2 separate regions of the Zea mays genome follow, and region 2 is linked to region 1. The links are chromatin contacts, called in public Hi-C maps. All regions are on one chromosome and are shown on one strand. Each heading gives the region's core, a stretch centred on a gene start, on an enhancer-like site or on the middle of the called end of the contact. The rest is flanking DNA. Distances are from core to core; before and after follow the strand shown. Region 1 holds the start of LOC103625942 (mitogen-activated protein kinase kinase 9). Region 2 holds the start of LOC103625946 (Tsr2248 protein).

What was found. Hi-C and Micro-C count contacts between places; a contact is called where the count stands out from the background.
Region 2: a Hi-C map of tassel shows a contact between it and region 1, with 4 times the contacts expected there. The contact joins the promoter of LOC103625946 here to the promoter of LOC103625942 in region 1. A contact is called at or near these places in 2 of 25 Hi-C or Micro-C datasets (ear and tassel).

The regions. Positions count from the first base shown.
Region 1 is chr5:10,991,969-10,995,325 of Zm-B73-REFERENCE-NAM-5.0, reverse strand. It overlaps LOC103625942 (mitogen-activated protein kinase kinase 9), which reads right to left and starts at 1,491. Exons shown (of 1, transcript XM_008646346.4): 1 at 78-1,491. The coding sequence starts at 1,273. The coding sequence ends at 293. The region is part of intron 2 of LOC103625943 (exportin-2); the gene reads right to left.
Region 2 is chr5:11,289,364-11,292,720 of Zm-B73-REFERENCE-NAM-5.0, reverse strand. It overlaps LOC103625946 (Tsr2248 protein), which reads right to left and starts at 1,487. Exons shown (of 2, transcript XM_008646351.4): 1 at 860-1,487; 2 at 357-764. The coding sequence starts at 1,222. The coding sequence ends at 591. It overlaps LOC100191453 (NADH-ubiquinone oxidoreductase subunit), which reads right to left. Exons shown (of 5, transcript NM_001136886.1): 4 at 3,256-3,357; 5 at 1,706-2,870. The coding sequence ends at 1,971. LOC100285153 (dynamin-related protein 1C) reads left to right here. Exons shown (of 16, transcript NM_001158047.2): 16 at 18-481. The coding sequence ends at 143.

The DNA.
Region 1 (3,357 bases), core at 242-2,741:
CTCCACACGTAAATGTGACAAATAATGCGATTCTTGTCCTCGCATGTATCTTGTTGAACTTGGTTCAACAAATTTCGTCCAACCAAGTTAAAGCAATCCTTGTTGAATCATGTTCTCTTTTTTTTTGTCTTCATATAGTGTTCCATGTTAGTTGTTCGCTGCGGCAGCAGCTGGACTTCTACAATATTTTGTTTAGATTACTAAACTGTGTAAGAAAGAGCTATGCACATGTGTACAAATGTACGATCATACGGCTGTGTGGTCAATCTAATGCCTAAGCGGCGCAGTCAATTCAGGCCCCGGCCACCAGTCGCCGGAGCGCGTCTTTGGAGGCCGCGACGTCTCTTCTGGCGACGAACGGGTGCGCAATAAGCTGTGCCACAGACGCGCGCTTGGTGTAGTCCTTCTCAAGACAGGCGGCGACGAACGCACGGAGCTCCGGCGACGCTGCGCCGTCCGGCAGCGACGGCAGCTCGCCGAAGCAGATGGCGCACATGAGCCCCGCCCAGCTGGGCTTCTGCCCGGCAGGGAGCAGCGGGTACCGGCCCATGAGAAGCTCCAGAACGGTGACGCCCAGGCTCCACACGTCGGCGGCGCAGGGGTCGGCGTGGCTGTGGCGCTCCGTGTCGAACCGCTCGGGGCTCATGTACGCGGCGGTGCCCTCGTAGGCGGCGCAGTGGTCGCCGGCGCGCGAGAGGACCTTGGCGATGCCGAAGTCGGCGATCTTGACCTCCCCGGCGGCGCTGACGAGGAGGTTCGCCGGCTTGACGTCGCGGTGGACGACGCGGCGCGCGTGGAGGTGCGCCAGGCCGGCCAGCGCCTGCGCCGCGACCTCGGCGAGCGCGGCCTCGGCGAACGCCCCGCGCCGGGCCGCGACGGCGTCCAGCGAGCCGCCGTCCACGAGCTCGAGCAGGAGCGCGACCTCGCCGGGGGCCGCCGCGGGGAGCACGGAGTGGCACCGCACGACGTGCGGCGAGCTGTCGGCCCGCCGCAGGGCGTCCACCTCCGACGCGGCCCCGGGGTCGCCGCGGTGCAGCACCTTGAGCGCGTACAGCGCCGACGTCCGGCGGTGCGCGACCTTGTACACCGTGCCGCCGTTCCCGCGCCCCAGCACGGCGAGCCTGTCGAAGTCCGAGAGCCGGAACTCACCGCTGGCTCGCGACGCGGACGTCGAGGCCGCCGCGGGCGGGTTGTGGTGACGGAAGGCGCACGAGGGGACGTCGAGCGAGATGTGCAACTGGGGAAGCCTCCTCACTCTGGCCGTCAGAGCCATTAAGCTCACTAAGCAGGAAAATAGCTTGAGATGGGAAAGGGAGGATTTTTGGTACAGATATGGTATGCCTTTATACTCAGCAGTCCGATTAATTTAGCATTTGAGCTGATTATGATAGAGAGTGACACGCAAGGACCGATATATTTTTTATTTAATTTCTTTCCATTTTTTATCCCAGATTTTTTACTTGGAAAACGATGGCGAACTTTCTGCTCGATGCAAGCACTGCATTGCATTGCAGGTAGGCGTTAAGAAAGTTCGAATGGGCATATATCTCCGAACACCTTGGGCACTCTAGCCTATGAGATGGATCATGGATGACACGGAGATGGAGACAGCATGATCCTGCAGCTCGCAATCTTGACGCCTCCGCCGTCAGCATAGAATAGCAGTGTCATTCTAAACTGGCAGATCAGCCGAAAAGATCCCCAGGATAATCATTAACGATTACACAGTAAGTAATTAGCAATTCAGCACGCCTGCACATATTTTTTCCTACAAAATTAATTACACCATGGATTAGCTTGATGAAACGAGAGGTCATACAGTACTATCCAGTCAGGTTGTTCCGAATTCAACAGAGGGAGGGAGTCAACAAAGGCCCTCCATTCGGGAATGAACGTGGCTTGATTTGTTAATGGCGCTGCGAGTGCCGTGTGCCATCAGTCGCGACCTAGAGGCTTTACACCGTCCTCTAATTTCCAGTTAAAAACACAAATCGAGACCACTCTTGAGTTTCGCGTGACTAACATGGTTAATATTGCTATATAAAAAGATAAAGAGATCATTTTGCGTGAAATCAAATGTAACTCTTTATCAAAAGGGGTTACAAATGAAAGTAGTAACAACCATGTAGACAATTTACCAGGAAAGGAATGCAGTAAACGCTGGACAAAGTAAAAAAACAGCTAGCCAGATGGGCCTGCAGATTCAGAGTCTTTACTTTAAATATTTGGATTTTTTTTCAAAAAAAAAAAAGAGTGCCTCTCTAGATAAAACAGTGCATAATTCAAAAAGGCCGAGTCCTAGGTTTCTTAAAATCAATTTTGACGTTCATAGAAGATACCAAGTCTGGAGGCTGGGGCTTCATTGCTAGGGATGATACTGGAGCAGTTTTGGCAGCAGGAACAAGGAACATCCAATCCCTAGCAAACCCCCTTCAAGCTGAAGCTACCGTTTGCTTCCAGGCAATAAAATTTGCAGTTGAAAAAAATATAATGTACATTGAATCGGATACTGATTGTCAAGTTCTGAAGACTGCACTGTTATCAAAGGATTGGGATGCTGCCTTTAAAGGTGTTGTGATCAGGGAGGTCAAGTTCTTAATCTCATCAGATTTTAGTGTTGTCAAAATTAGTCATGCACCACGTTCATGTAATGTTGTAGCTCACTGTTTAGCTAGCGAGGGAGTTGGTATGCTTCATGGTGCATCTTTTGTTTGGTTAGATAACTTTCCTGGTCATGTAACAAACTTGGTAGCCAGTGATGTTACGCTGTGCTCAGATTAAAAGAAGTTTGTTGTGTTAGAGAAAAGAGTTGTTACATGGTTGCCCCCTACCATTTATCCTTATCTTTTAAAAGTTTACATGTATGGCCTTCCATGCCCCTATATTGTTACCAACACTTACTTGTTCGGTTATTTTCAATCCATATGGATTGGAGGGGATTGATACGGATTGGAGAGGATTTTGACTTACTAGGGATTTAAACCCCCTCAATCCATATGGATTAGGGTACAACCGAACAAGCCTTAATAGTGTTAACTCAGCCCACAAAATGACGTTCATATCTCAGCATTATTGTCCCTCCTTTTATCATGCTGTTGAGACCGTCCGTACGACCGTACCAACCCAGTTGGAACCAGACCAACAGCTAATAGTTATTTAGATGGTATGTAAGGAACTAACTACGCTGTTAGCTAAGAACAATAGAACCTTAGCTAGGGATGAAAATGAGTATCCAGATTATTAAAATACATTTGATATATATATATATATATATATATATATATATATATATATATATATATATATATATATATATATATATATATATGCTAATTTTTTTATGTTATTAAACACACT
Region 2 (3,357 bases), core at 238-2,737, 300 kb before region 1:
TTGCTTTCACAATCCAGAAGAAACAGCTGAGTGCGATGTTGGACGAGGACCCCGCTTTGATGGAGAAGAGGGATGCCCTGGTCAAGAGGCTAGAGCTGTACAAATCTGCAAGGAATGAGATCGACTCTGTCGCATGGAAATGATTGGTTTGTGACAGCCACTGGTGGATCGTAGAATGTACAACCGCAGCAGCACACGTATGGATTGCAGTAGAATGATCAATTCTTTTTTTACATTTGAATTTACCCTGGAGGCCTTGCACGTGATTTTCGCGAGTCTTTTGCCGAACACATGCTTATTTGGCCGTCTTGGCCCATTCACGCGATTGTGTTATGGGAGGATGTTCTGGTCTCCAGTTGATATAAGAGTATATATGTATTCTTTGTTGATTTTACTGCCTTGATGGCCTCCATACTTTTATTGGGTGGGGTGCCAGGCTGGACAATCTGTCAGATGCTACAAAATGAAATTGTGGGATAGGATGACCAACTGTACATTTCTGGTTTTGGACGACCATTGCATGGCCTGATCAGTCGGAAGCAGATAAAATTGCCTTAAAAGAACAACAGCACAATGTGCTAGTGCTGTTACTATCGCAGGCGGCTCCTGAAGTCCTCCCATCCCACTCCCTTCTCCAGGTACTCGATGTTGTTGGGGTCAAACGGCCCCTTCACCACGTCGACCGACTGTATGATCGCCCTCTCCGGCAGGACGCTCCTCGCCGGATCCGCGGCCGTTCCCCCGCTCAAGCTCGACGAGAAGCCCTGCGACAGAACGAACCATGGGTCTCGACTTGAGCCACAGTCACAGCGGCACACAACGTTGTAACATATAGTAAGGTCAGTGTCTGTCGGGGTACCCTGAAGACGAGCACGACTTCGACCTCGTCGTCCACTCGGGCCTTCACCAGGAGCGCCTGGTCGCGGGCGTCCTCGCTGTACCGTTCCATCCTCGCGACGTCCTCGTTGTGGCCCCACTCCTCGCCGTCGTCATCCTCCTCGTCGTCCTCGTCGTACCGCACCTGCCTCCTCACGTGACAGACCGCTCCGTCGGCGCGCGGGTCTCTGACGCCGACGAGGAGGCGGGGAAGGTGCCCGAGGCCGCGAGCTGGGGCCTGGAGCGCTCCGCTGGCGCCGTAGAGGTGGTGGGGGTAGTGACGAGGGCGGGCGGGAGGCGGGGAGATGGTGATGGTCGGTGTGGCGCAGTGGAGCTGGAGCACCATGCTGGGTGGGTGAGGGCTGAGCGACAGAGCGAGCGAGGTGTCAGTCAGTTGGATAAGGCGCGGTCTGAGTGCTGCCACTACCTGTCGTCGTTTCTGCAGTGTGGCAGCCAAGGGACGAGGACGCGACAATACAGTGTGCGTACCGCGTATACTATATGTCAAGATCAAGACATAGCATGCCGCCACTGGTTAAGTTCTGGACGATGAAACTAGCTGTAATCTGCGAGCGGTCTCGGTCTCGGCTGTCAAACTCTCGTTAACAAAATTTAAGTTCTCTCAGACTTTATAGATGTTGCAACAAGGTAAGAAACTAAGAGCTGTGAATTTTTTGTTAGGAAACACAATACCAAGACTATTAACCGCCTGAATCGCACTAACAACATAACCATGCAATATCCTTTTAACAACCTAACCAAGCAATGATTTAGATTGCTATCTTTTGGCAAGTTGCACATTACAAACAAACATAAGGGGCGAGTATTTGAAGGCAAAATCATGTGTTTGTGTCACTTGTATGATGATTCAGTTGGGGCAACAAGCTTATTGAGTATGCTCTGCTTCTCATACACAGCACGGAGATGTACTGATCAGGTTTTGCTGCTCTGAAGAAAATCTAGAGGCAGTCCAAATTATACACCAAAACCTCCCAAGAAAACAAGCAACGGTGGCGAAACTCGTAGCAAGTAAAAAAAAAAAGGGAGGGAACTAAGAAGTTGTTTGCTGAAGATTAGCTCGAAGGGTGCAAATCTCACTTCTTCAGCAATGTCGCACTGCATTGGGCCATAATCTTCGAAGCTCGAGTGATTGCATCAGTCATGTAGAAGTTCTCCACCACAGTTTTGAATGGCGTCGAGCTGACCTTTTGCTTTACAGGCGGCTTCACCTCGACGGAGATTGTGGATGGCTCCCTCTCGTCTACATGTACTAGATTAGGTGCGACCGTACTGATCCGGTCCCTCACAGCTGAGAGACTGTCGTAAGGCAGTAGAGCCCCAGCAACCTCAGAAAGAGCACGGATGATCTTCCAGTCATCCCTAGCATCACCAACCGTAGGAACGGCTGGAATGGTCCACTGGGTGCATCCTTCAGTATTCTCGTAGGTGCCTTCCTTCTCACTGAATGCTGAAGATGGCAGGATAACGTTGGCCCTATAGACAGCCTTGTCTCCATGGTGTCCCTGATAAACAACAAATGCATCGTCTGGAAGCTTGTCCAGGCTTATATCATCAGCTCCCATCAGATACAAGAACTTTGCTGACTTGATGCTCTCGGCAGGATTAGCAACAAGCCCAAGATCAAGAGCTGCAGCCTGTGCAGCATGGAGCAACAGGACATTAAGGCCATTCCAGTCTGGTCTAGTCACATTGAACCTCTTGGCTACAGTCTCAATCATTGAGAATAGGGCATCTTGGTCTTCCCGTTCAAATAATCCAGCTCCAGCAATGATGACAGGGTTCTTGGCAGATTGCAGTACTGAACAGAAAGGATGACGACCCTCTGTAATCTCAACAAGGGTCTGTGGTCCTGTGCCAAGATGTTCATGGTCATAGTTAAAGTCAGCTGGAGGACCAATGTACCCAACCTTTGCTTGTGTTGCTTTAACAGTCTTCCGAATCCTGGCGTTAACCATAGCAGCTTCCACCCTTGGCTGTTCCATGGCACAAAACAATGTGCCAATACAATATTATATTCACAATAACTTAATATCAGCATGACGTGTAAAAGGCAGCATATAGAGGAGACAAAATGTTCAATAGTTGCACTTATAAACATGACACACCAAATTAATCAGTTCAATTATAATTTTTCCTGATAAATTAGTACAATAATGGTGTCTCCATATGCTATAAAAGTCAAGTCACCAATAACTTTTGTTTCAAGAACTCAGCCCCATTTTAATTCTTAAGCACCACATAGTTATTGCAAAAGCATGCCAACAGCACAAGATCCAGTGATTATACAATATAATGGTATATTCAGATAATGCAAGAAGCAAGAAAGAAAGTGGCACTAGGCACAGAGATGAATTTTACCTGAGTGCCAACCAAAAGGAAGACATCAGCCTTTTCAAGCCCAGCAATGCTCGTATTCATTAGGTAGTTAGATCGCAGATCTGCTGGAGGATTAGGACCATT